Regions from separate parts of the Oncorhynchus mykiss genome. Here region 1 is linked to region 2. A link is a contact called in public Hi-C data. All regions are on one chromosome and are shown on one strand. The core of a region is the stretch at or near the end of the contact, and the rest is flanking DNA. Distances in the headings are between cores, read along the strand shown.

The links. Hi-C and Micro-C count contacts between places; a contact is called where the count stands out from the background.
Region 1: a contact with region 2 is called in a Hi-C map of liver, with 7 times the contacts expected there. The contact joins the enhancer-like site here to the promoter of LOC110519941 in region 2. A contact is called at or near these places in 3 of 3 Hi-C or Micro-C datasets (blood and liver).

The regions. Positions count from the first base shown.
Region 1 is chr1:25,251,160-25,256,854 of USDA_OmykA_1.1, reverse strand. The region is part of intron 2 of LOC110519941 (zinc finger protein ZFPM1); the gene reads right to left. Among protein-coding and RNA genes, the nearest start is that of LOC110519941, 64 kb to the right of the region's middle. Within about 2 kb of position 2,649, at least 5 of the 11 cell types and tissues checked have an H3K27ac peak or open chromatin away from gene starts, as enhancers often do. A contact at or near this core is called in liver, where this site is marked.
Region 2 is chr1:25,187,615-25,192,966 of USDA_OmykA_1.1, reverse strand. It overlaps LOC110519941 (zinc finger protein ZFPM1), which reads right to left and starts at 3,458. Exons shown (of 8, transcript XM_021596853.2): 1 at 3,003-3,458. The coding sequence starts at 3,042. It overlaps LOC110520087 (beta-1,3-galactosyltransferase 2-like), which reads right to left. Exons shown (of 1, transcript XM_021597165.2): 1 at 4,820-5,352.

The DNA.
Region 1 (5,695 bases), core at 1,400-3,899, 65 kb before region 2:
TCTAAACTTAAGTAATCACAGCCAAATACTGACCAAGTATGCAAGGCAAGTGCCCAGGGACCCTGACCTCCAGGGAGCCCCCATTCATTTTGTTAGTCACTTTCAGATATCATATGTGACTTGTTTCAGAAATCTAGGCGTATGTCACGCGTCACTACTTCACAGGGAAGCCATTTGAATGTAAACTTTTATTTTTTTTATCAAAATGCTTTTTTTGGGGCAGAAATGCCTTCTGGAAAATGTGAACTTTCATGTGCCTTAATAACAAACATGTATGTTATCTGTAAATATAAATACAAATATTAAATTATGAGCCTAGTTGGTTTAGCCACGTAAAAGACAGCACAAGCCATGATTGGCTGAGATAATGAGTGGGCTGGACATGCCGAGAGATGAGTTCGGATTGGTCTGCCATGTTGCACGCAATCTGTCTATAATATGAGCTGGTCAGTATGTGTAGGCAACCCTTTCTAATGAGGCTTTTTTGAAAGATATCACGTAGTAGAACTGCATAAGTGTTACTCTCCACTTTCTGGAGGACCGAGTTTTGAAATCAGTGGAATGCACGGCGGAATTAGAGTATGACAGCTAAGGAGATGGAGCAAACTTTGGCATTTGATTGCAAATATGCAGACATAGTCAAAAAGAGAACACACAGAAGGCTGTGTTGTATAAAACACCTGTCTCCGGATTACATCTTCAAACTAAGGGCAACCATGGCCTCCGTGACAGAGAGGGTGAAGTGTCCATCCATGTATATGGGCAAGAGAGTCTAGCTAGCTACATTTTCAGATATTACAAGTTTCTAATTTTGTCAAGTTAAAGTGTACTGTTAGCTAGCTAGCTAACATTAGCTGGCTGGCTTGCTAGCTAACGTTACATGTATGATCTGTGTAGTAATATTATTCATATCTCAGAGCCATTTGCATTGCTAGTTATAGCCTAATGTTAGCTAGCGAACATTGGACCTGGTTGGTTAGCTACCTGCAGATTTACGCAGGCTAGTAATGTTATGAGTTTGGATTTAGGTTCATTGTTTAGCTAGCTAGCTACATGTCTAAACAAAAGACACCCCTATGCAAGTAGCCATTTCAATAGAATGTTCATGATGTCACTGCGACAACTGTCGATAGACGTAGCTGGTAGAGCGCAGACAAATTTACAAATGCTCAACACCCATTGAATATGGCCAGTGTCAGTAAACGTTGGCAAAAAAGCGTAATTAAATTGTGGCCAGCAGCACAGCAGTCACCAATGTTTTGGATAACATAAAAACAGCCTAACCAGCTCTGCTGGGCAAGTAAAATGGTCAGAGTTAACTGTTCTCTCATTTGTGTCTGGAAGTAGCTAGCAAGCTAGCCAATGTTAGCCAACTAGCTTGGGTGCTTGACTGCTGTTGTTAGAACAGAACGCTCGAATCAATCCTACTCCTCGGCCAGAGCGCGCCCAGTGTGCGCTCTGAACGCTCCGAGAGTGAAACGCTCTCAATTTACGAACGGACAACGTGACAACGCTCTTGAGTTTACGAACGCCCAGAAAATCTCTCTACGCCTTATAGCAAAATGTGTACAATTACAGGAAATGAACTTTACATTTTAAAAATATATATCTGCCGTCAAGACCGGGGCCAGTATAATGTTTTGCCTGCGAGGTGGGGGGAGTCCAAAACAAATCTCGCTTAGGGCCCCCAAAAGGTTACTGCCGGCCCTGACTACTGGTATAATGCTTGTAGTTAAAGGTCCAATGCAGACGTTTCTGAGTGTTCTGAGTGGGGAGGAGAAAACTGAAAACTAGCTGTTATTGGCTGAGAGGTTTGGAACTCTTTCTTATTTGTCTATTAACTAAGTTCAATCCCACCAAAAAAGGCAGACATTTCAGGAGATCTTTTCAAACAGCTCTTACACTAAAAGGGCATTATCCGCATTTCCACAATTATCAGCATTCCCCCCCCCCCCCCTTTACCCTCAGAACAGCCTCAATTCCCAAAGTTGTGTCAAGTTGGCTGCATGTCCTTTGGATGGTGGACCATTCTTTATACACACGGGAAACTGTTGAGCGTGTAAAACCTTTAAGTGGGTAAAGTAGTTTAACTGCAAAAAAATAGATTGATTGCACAAATCAGTTGACTGCATGTGTGGGGATGGATGTGGGTACACAGACCTGCGAGGTACTGCGGCCCCCTCATAATGAGTACAGATTTTTTGGTGTCCCATCAAAGTTGCCCATCCCTAATCTATGTCATGTCATGGCCAGAGCTCTGATGATTCCAACACTAGGGGGAGTGTGGTGTTGCCTTGAGCACAGAGTGGACTGAGCAGGAGCAGCAAACTTTTGTACTTCCTCTTAGGAGATAACTGAGAAAAAGACATGGGAGTCAAGGCATTAGTGTGAGACTTGGACAGAGGGAGCCTCAGGCCACTGAGGAGGAGAGTCCTTCACTATCACACTCATATCCCTTACAATCCCACAGTGCAGAATCTCAAAAGTAGGATCACAAAGGTAGGATCTCAAAAGCTTAAACAAAAACACATCTCTCAAAAAGGAATGATTAGGAAAGGAATCTTGAAATTCACTTAGTCCAGTACCTACAGTAAGCTGTCCTATGACATAGCCATGGTGCTCTACAGTGCAGTACCATTGGAACCTGCTGTTTACCACCACGTTCAGCTGTCCCTCTCCCTCCATGTTGATTCTGTTGCTCTGTGTCCCCCCCCCCCCCCCCCCTCCCTCCTCCTCCATGGTTCAGCTTCTCTTTCGGGGGTCGGGCTAAAGTGCCAGGCTGATAAGAGTGTTTGTCTAACACTCTCTATGTCAAAACACTCATCTATCTTCTCTGTATCTATCCCCACCAGAGAACAACAGACAGATGCTGATAAAAATGGCTTTCCCACAGCCAAGAGTGGGAGAAAGAGAAGGGGAGGAAAGGAGAGGGGGGGGAAGGGAGAGAGGGAGGGGTGGACGAGAGAGAGGGGGAGATAGAGACAGAGGGAGGAGTAGAGGAGGGGAAAAAATGAAGGAGCAGTAGTGAGAAGGAGATTGGAACAAATCAAGCTGGAGGCTGGTGGAAGGAGCTATAGGAGGACGGACTCATTGTAATGTGGGGAATGGAATTCATGGAACGGAGTCAAACATGTGGTTCCCATACGTTTGATGTGCTTGTGTAAGTCTCCTGTCCACATCAGCGAGGCTGAAGTCCAGTGTCCAGGCCTATCTCCCAGCACCCCTGGCCAGATCACACTCTGACCAACTAATCTCAACACTCCATCAATGTCCAGTCTGCTGCCCTGATATTGGCTGGCCTCGGTCACATGATGCCTTATCAGCATGAACACCACCATTAACCTAATTGTGAAATTGTCTGCTGGGATTTTACCTTTGTGAAAAAATACAGAGACCACACTGAGTGTCGGTGTTTAGAACCTAAAAATATTCCATCATCCTTCCATGATCAGCCACGCCCCATTTCCCGCTCTCTGCCAACTGTACCACAGGGAGGTAACCTGGATGGGAGGTCCCAGCTCTATGTTGCCGACGCACGGTCAGCCGCGTCGGCACACCATCCAACAGGTGGCTTAAAAATCTAGATCAGTTTCATCCTCCCACTGAGGAGTGATCATGAGGCCCATTTTAATCACTGCACATGGGTAATCCCTACAGGTTAGCACGGTGCTACGCTACGCAGGGCCTCCTACCGTTCTAATCCCTGCTAATTACCACTACCGCACACCACAAACCCCCATAATGACCTGGGGTTCTTATCAATACTGCTCAATGCCCTGTGCTCGCCTCTCAGCCTGATACTGGCCCCTCTGTAGAGGCTCTACACCATCTCTAAAGCCCCACAGCCCTGTTCATTGCCCTGCCGCTTGGCCACTCCGCTTGATATGCTGGCCCCTCTCCTTGCCTCTAAACCATCTCTATGCCCCCACACAGCAGACCTCAAGAATATCCACGGCCCTGACCACAGACAGTGCCCACAAAACACATGCAGGACCAGGCTTAATCAATAGGGATCCTGCACCACAGTCCACACAGACCTATCAGCCAGCCTTATCAATAGAGCTCCACTCTGGCAGTGTCCACACAAAGCCTTATCAATATGGCTGCTTCACCAGCCACTGGGGCGTCCTGTCCGTTTTACAACAGCAGACAATAAAACAATCACCCTATCGTTAATGAAATGACTAATGCAATTACCCGATGAGTAGACAGAGGGGGATAGAGGGAGTTTAGGAGGACGAGGGAGTACTGGAGGGAGAATACTGCAAAAGTGAGGCCATACATTTGTATAAAAAATCTGTTTGTTTCACATGTTTAGATGTGTTATTGTGACCTCATGGCACATGGGCCATTTAACAGATTCACGCAAATCCACTTCCTCTCTGAATCCTTCAAGAGGAACAAAGAAACCTTCAGGTAACGCTGCGTTCGTAACCAAGCAAGAGGTGGGAATGAAGTCGTAAATACAAGTTGTATGCATTCACGTGCTTTGACCTCATTGAGAAATGCCAATTGGCTAAGGGCCAGGAAGCTGCATAAACCATAAAGTAAAGGTACAGCTATCGTGATTGTAAACAGATTATTGTGTTCAAAACCCATATTAATAGATTGCTTTTTCATAAATAATGTTTTGTTGTTGCATTTAACTGCCGAAAAGGGTTGTTAGTTATACCATGTTAACATAATACCTACAACTGTAGTTTACAGTACAGTCCTGTAGGGGCACTGGAGCTCAGCCTTGATAACCCAAACAATGTTATGAGAAAGAGATACAGTAGCACTTCCTGATCATATACATAGCTTACACTTATCTATTCATTCTCAACATATCATCAGACTACTGGACACACCTGTCTTTGTGCAGTAGTTCATTGTCTATGAAATTGTTCAGGTGGACAAGAACTTTGTGGTATTGGGAAATGAATGACATCACCAACCTTACATCAACGTTACAACAGGCCAACCTAACCTAGCGTTGTGCTGGTCGTCACGTTTGCAAAACAACACGCATGATCATCTGCACCATCCTATGGGAGTCGAGCATGCTCAAAAGGACTCAGTCATCTGATTGGATCTCAATGCGTAAAAAATAGTTACACAACCCTCTGTAGCAGGATCTCCCCTATTCCCCAACATCATCGTCTCCTCTATCAGGGCTAATTGATTTTTTAAAAGGCTATTGTTGATATCAAATTAGCACATCGCTGCGTAGCCATTGATTTTTTGACACAGTACAACAGGAAGTCTTTATCAGGGCCGCACTCCGACCCCTCACTAATAGCTGGGGTTTAACCTCTGCTGAATGACAAATCCCTGAGCTTTCTCCCCTACTCACTCAGCATGGAGGATCCCCCTCTCTGCTCTGCACCTCACAACTGAGGAAAAGAGATGGGCCGCTACCGGTACACAGGAGCCCTATGGTGCAGGCTTGGAGAGACCATCAGAGCTAACAGTCACAATATGAGTGTCTGTGAGAAAGTGAGAGAGAGATAGAGAGAAAGAAAGCGAACCCACTACTCCAGTCAGGATATAGAAACGTAATGGTCTAACACAGTCCCTTGGGTCCTGCATCGGTTCAGTTGAAAAAATACAAATTTCTCATGCTCAGGACGCAATAATTTCCATTTTACACTCTGTTGCACAGCAAAGATAAGACACCTGCGACGCCAAGCTAATCAGATGAGCTTCAACAGAA
Region 2 (5,352 bases), core at 2,209-4,708:
ATCAAAAGTTCACATCGAGCTAAAAGCAGAACAAAGAAGGAAAAACACACAAGAGAAAGCCACTAAGGCGCTGTGTGTGTATAAATGGGCGTATGGGTTTACGAGTGTGTGTATGAGACTGTGTGTGTGTGATCCATGTATTATTATAATGTTTTACTGGCCTGGGAAGATTGGATTCATCTTTCAATAGTACAACAAAATGTAATATGACCTATAGAGGTAAAAGTGTATGTAAGACCTCCATTCAAAATAGAACAGGGTTACATCCAAACTGTTTAATTTATTTTATATAAAATCTCAATTCAAAAACACCCTAGATGAATATATACACTTTCAGAGCAACTGCCATTGTCTAAAGAGATGAGGTCAATGTTAATTCAGAGATGTCTGAACCTACAGACGTGACTTTGTGGTTTCTATAGGCGGCCATGCATTATTCATGGTGACCTCTGAGCTTTATCAGTGATGTCATGAGGGCAGAGCTGCAGAGAATGCTGCTGTATCTGTGGATCTGACTGAACTTATCTATCAGTGATCAGCAGGCAGCCTTATCAGCCCTGCACATCTCAGAGAGGGCGAGCTGTCTGCTTTCAAACCTACAATCTATCATTTCTGTATTCCTGGATTTTTTCCACTATGCCTTATCAGGCCTGCTATCCTTATTTCTGGTCTTATCTGCTTCTCCCGTTTTTTTTATTTTTTATCAAAAGATACACCCAGCTAGTCCCAAACAACAACACAAACACGACAAAGATGAGAATGCAGCAGCCAAATGTAATTATAATGCAAGCTCAATCCCAATCGCCTCCATCTGTCTCACACTATCGGGGGAGCGATCACCGCCCTGCTTATCCTGTCTCCATCTCAACTGCCAAAATATAAGCCCTGAGATCCGGACCCAGTGCCCCATTCATATCTTTCCATCGAGGAGGAATGGATAATCAGTTTGAGAGATCTTCACCATCGGGAGAATTACGCACAAAAGACGTAGACAAATATCTACCCTGAGTTGAGGCTTCCATAATGCTGGACACATCTGTTTTTGGTCCAGCATTCCAAATGCCACCACCGCCCAGTAAGTGTGCTATAACCACAACACAGTAATGAATTAAAATATGGGCTAGTACAGAGAAGCAAGCTTGTGATGCTTATGGAACAATATGGTAGACGTCATCAAACTCCAAGTCCTTATCACTTCTCCTCCTACATTAAAATGTCTGCCAAGGCACAAGAGAATCATGGGACTTCTGTGTCACATCAAGAAGCCAGGAAGCATGATGGTGTAAGCACTGATAAAGACAAAGGCCATGACACCCCTGATATGCTTACAGCTTAGATTTATCCTCTCCAGTGTCTGGACTATATCCACAGTCAATGTGAGACTGATGGGTGATCAATTGGAAGACCACTATGGGAAAATATTAAGTAAAGGAAATAACTTTTTTATATTATTATTATTTACATTACTGCTAGCCAACAGAACAATCATCCTCTTCATTAATAACATAACATGTGAAGAGGATTTTTATTTTTCATAATAATAACATAATAACACTAGCCTACAAAAATGCTTCCATACTTAGTCAAATACTTTTTAAAACCTATATCTCTCATGTAGCCTTTTCAAGTGGCTGCTTTGAAGATGGCATGTTGCAGAGAGTCCATTTGGGAAGTTGGAGAGTCCATTTGGGTAGATAGCATGACCGCCCAATGGTGTGCCTTTTACTAGAAGCATCTTTATGGGCACTTTATGCATAACCTTATCATGTGATTTCTCTTTCGTTTTAAGAGTTACTTTCTGCTTTATTTTTTAGCAACCCTTTCAAACTCAACCTCCAAGATATTGCTACTGTGCTTATCGGACCAAGGCATCTCTTCTGCATGAATAACTGAAAGAGGGCCTGGCACCAGAGCAAAACGCAGTAGGCAGCCAGGGAGTGAGTGTATGTTTGAGAGAGACCTTTTAAATGAACGCCTATGCATTAAAGAGTTAAAAGGATAGATGAAAAAAGATCCAATTGTAACCCACTATCAGAATGCGAGATCAGCAAGCGCGCTATCTGACGCCCCATCTCTGGAAAGAGAACTGAAAAGCCGGGGGAAATGCAACGCCAGCCTCAGTGCAGCTTCAGACAGAAAACAAATAAAAAAAGATCCAATTTTAATCTTTATCTCGCTTGCGATCGGATCGCAGTTTATCTGCGTTCACATCGCCTTTTTCAGAGAACAGTGACGTTTCCACAACATAATTAAACAGGAAACCACTGTTACAGTTCAGTTGCCAATGGACAAAACGTTTTTAAAAGAGCAAGCAAATTCAACGTTTTATTAAGCCTAGGGGCCTATATTGCAACTAAATAAAGTCGGGTAGAGACTGCAAGTTAGGCTACATGGCCCTAACTAAGTAACCCAATGTTAAAACCCACTGTGACAAACTGCATAAACCATTTATTTTTGCCTAACCTACATATAAAACAATTATAGCTTTCACATGATGTTCACATTGCTACTTCAAAACAACATTTGATTGCACACTCACTGTGGACAGTGGAGCAGGATATCGCCGAAAACATTGCTTACACTGAGATGTACTTTACATCATATTTAAAATGATAGATTATTTTGAATACATGTGCTCTAGTAGGCCTACTAAGCATTTATAACAGTAGTATTTAAAACAGTAGCATTTATAACATGTGCTCGATATTAGGCTAGTTGACTAGCCTATATTTTAAATGTATTTGAGTCAGTATGCTATACATTGAAACTGTTGGCTACCCTACATCAAAGGCTAAAAAGAATGCACATTTCCATAACATTATTATAAACATAGTCGCATAGCCTAATCGCATTTTTATAATAGTTTGGCATGTCATTTGTAGAAATATTATTTTGGTCACTGCTAAATGTCACAAACCTATTCCACCTGTCAAAGTATATACAGTATGTTCGCAATGAACCACCTTTAATAAAGATCAATGTGAACTTATTATTTTCCTTACGTTTGATCTGCCGGGGTTTGCTCTGCTTTCTTCGGGACATGTCTTTCTCCTGCTCTTGGTCCGCTGAAGGTAAGTGATCTTCCTAGGAAGAACTAGCACTGAAACACTGATCGATCTCCAGCCGGAGATATCCGCATGACCTGCACTTTGATATTCTTTGACGCACGAGGACTACCTGTGGCCAAGTAAGCTTTAGTTACTTTTCAATATCTTCCCAGATGTGCGGTCTTCTCTTTTCCCTTCCTCCTCTTCCTTGTGAGGTCTTAACTGTCACCTACGGGATGCCAGTGACTGCAGTTGTATCGCTATAAGTATTCTATAAAATGTTGCCGCTATAGAGGTCAATGTAGCCTATAACTGTTTTCGTTTTCCCTTTGTTTTTCCCTAGTCCGCCCAACACTCGAGTACTGGCGGGCACTTTTCAATGGAGCGCGAGCGTTACATTAAACATTACAGCTGATATGCAGAGCCGACACGCCCCTCTAACGCCCCCTGCGTCTGACGTAGGGCTAACGTGTCCGTTATGGGTGGGTTTTTTCTGTGAATTGTAGGCCCCAAAATTCTTCAACCAACCTACTTTAATTGTATTAATTGATAACGTTTGTTTTGACTCGAAACTTTTCTAAAATGGTCGAAATTCAGCATAATACAGTATTGGTATGCTGTATTAGATCTGTATAATGTGCAAACTATAAGGTAGCCTGATAGTTCATCTTTTGGAATTAACCCACACTTACTTGACTCCTGAAAACGTCACGTTTAAAGATGACAGGCAGCTATGATATAATTAGAAAGACAAATTGATGAGAAAATTAAGACATGGAAATCTTGCATAAGGAAATCTTTGGTGCACGTAAATGCAATATCATAGGTAATGTGCAACATTTTTCATTTTATGCAATTCAATTCAAAGTCAATTCAAAGTTTTACCTGGAAAACCTAGAACATTGTTCAAGCTTCCTGCCATCGAGGACCTCTATTCCAGGTGGTGTCAGAGGACGGCCCTAAAAATGGTCAGACTCCAGCCCCCCTAGTCATAGACTGTTCTCTCGGCTACCGCACAGCAAGCGGTACCGGAGCGCCAAGTCTAGGTCCAAAAGACTTCTTAACAGCTTCTACCCCCAAGCCATAAGACTCCTGAACAGCTAATCCAATGGCTACCCAGACTATTTGCATTGACCCCCCCCCCCCCCCCCCCCCCAACTCTTTTACGCCTTTAACTCTACCTACATGTACATATTACCTCAATTACCTCGACTAACCGGTACCCCCACACATTAACTCTGTACCGGTACCCCCTGTATATAGCCTCACTACTGTTATTTTACTGCTGCTCTCTGATTTTTTACTTATCTATTCTTTACTTAACACTTCTTTTTATTAAAACTGCATTGTTGGTTAAGGGCTTGTAAGTAAGCATTTCACTGTAAGGTCTACAACTACACCTGTTGTATTCAGCGCATGTGACAAATACAATTTAATTTGATTAGATTTATGTTGTCATTAGAAAATATAGCTTCAAATAATGTATGTTGCTCTATCCTGGTATATCATTAATTGAGAACATATGTATCCGACTGTATACATCAAGTAGCCTACTATTTGTATAGGAAAATGTTATGGGATGCATTTGCTCCATTGTTTACATTTTTGTTGTTAGCTCACTCTTTTAGGGTATGCACAAACTGAGGAGTGTGGCTTTAAAATAGTCACATCACTATTTATACTACCAAAATGAAACCAAGTGATAGATTGTTGGTGTGCAATGTATATTCTCAATACTTAAAAAATAGTTTAAGCGTTTTTATTCAGTTTAACATTTTTTACAAATATTCCAGGAATTTGTAACAATATCAATCTTAAGTAGGCATCAACTGAGTACAAATCACAAGCAACCAAAACAATAGCACACAAGACAAATGTTTAAGTCAAATTCACTGCTGCCATCTAGTGACAGTGAAAATCTTGTGCAGTAGAAAAAGGCTGGTGTGTAACTGCACGGTAGCTGTTATGTTGTGTCCACATATGAGTTTGTCTTGATGATGTACAGAAATTGAGACTATACTGTCACATGTGATAATGTGATACACACAGATCATGCTCGTCTTTGAAGATCTTAGAACATCATTTGATACTTACTTCATAGATACACACAAGATCCCACGTTGACATTTGAATTTAAGACAGTCATGGGAAATTATACTTGCAAGACCGAGCAGTAACACTACACAATACATAGCTCTACTTGTGTAGTAATGCTGTTATTGTAACAACATTATCTGGTCATATCATGTGGTAATTACTATGTATTACTACATGTATTACTACATGTTACTACTTTAGAATGACA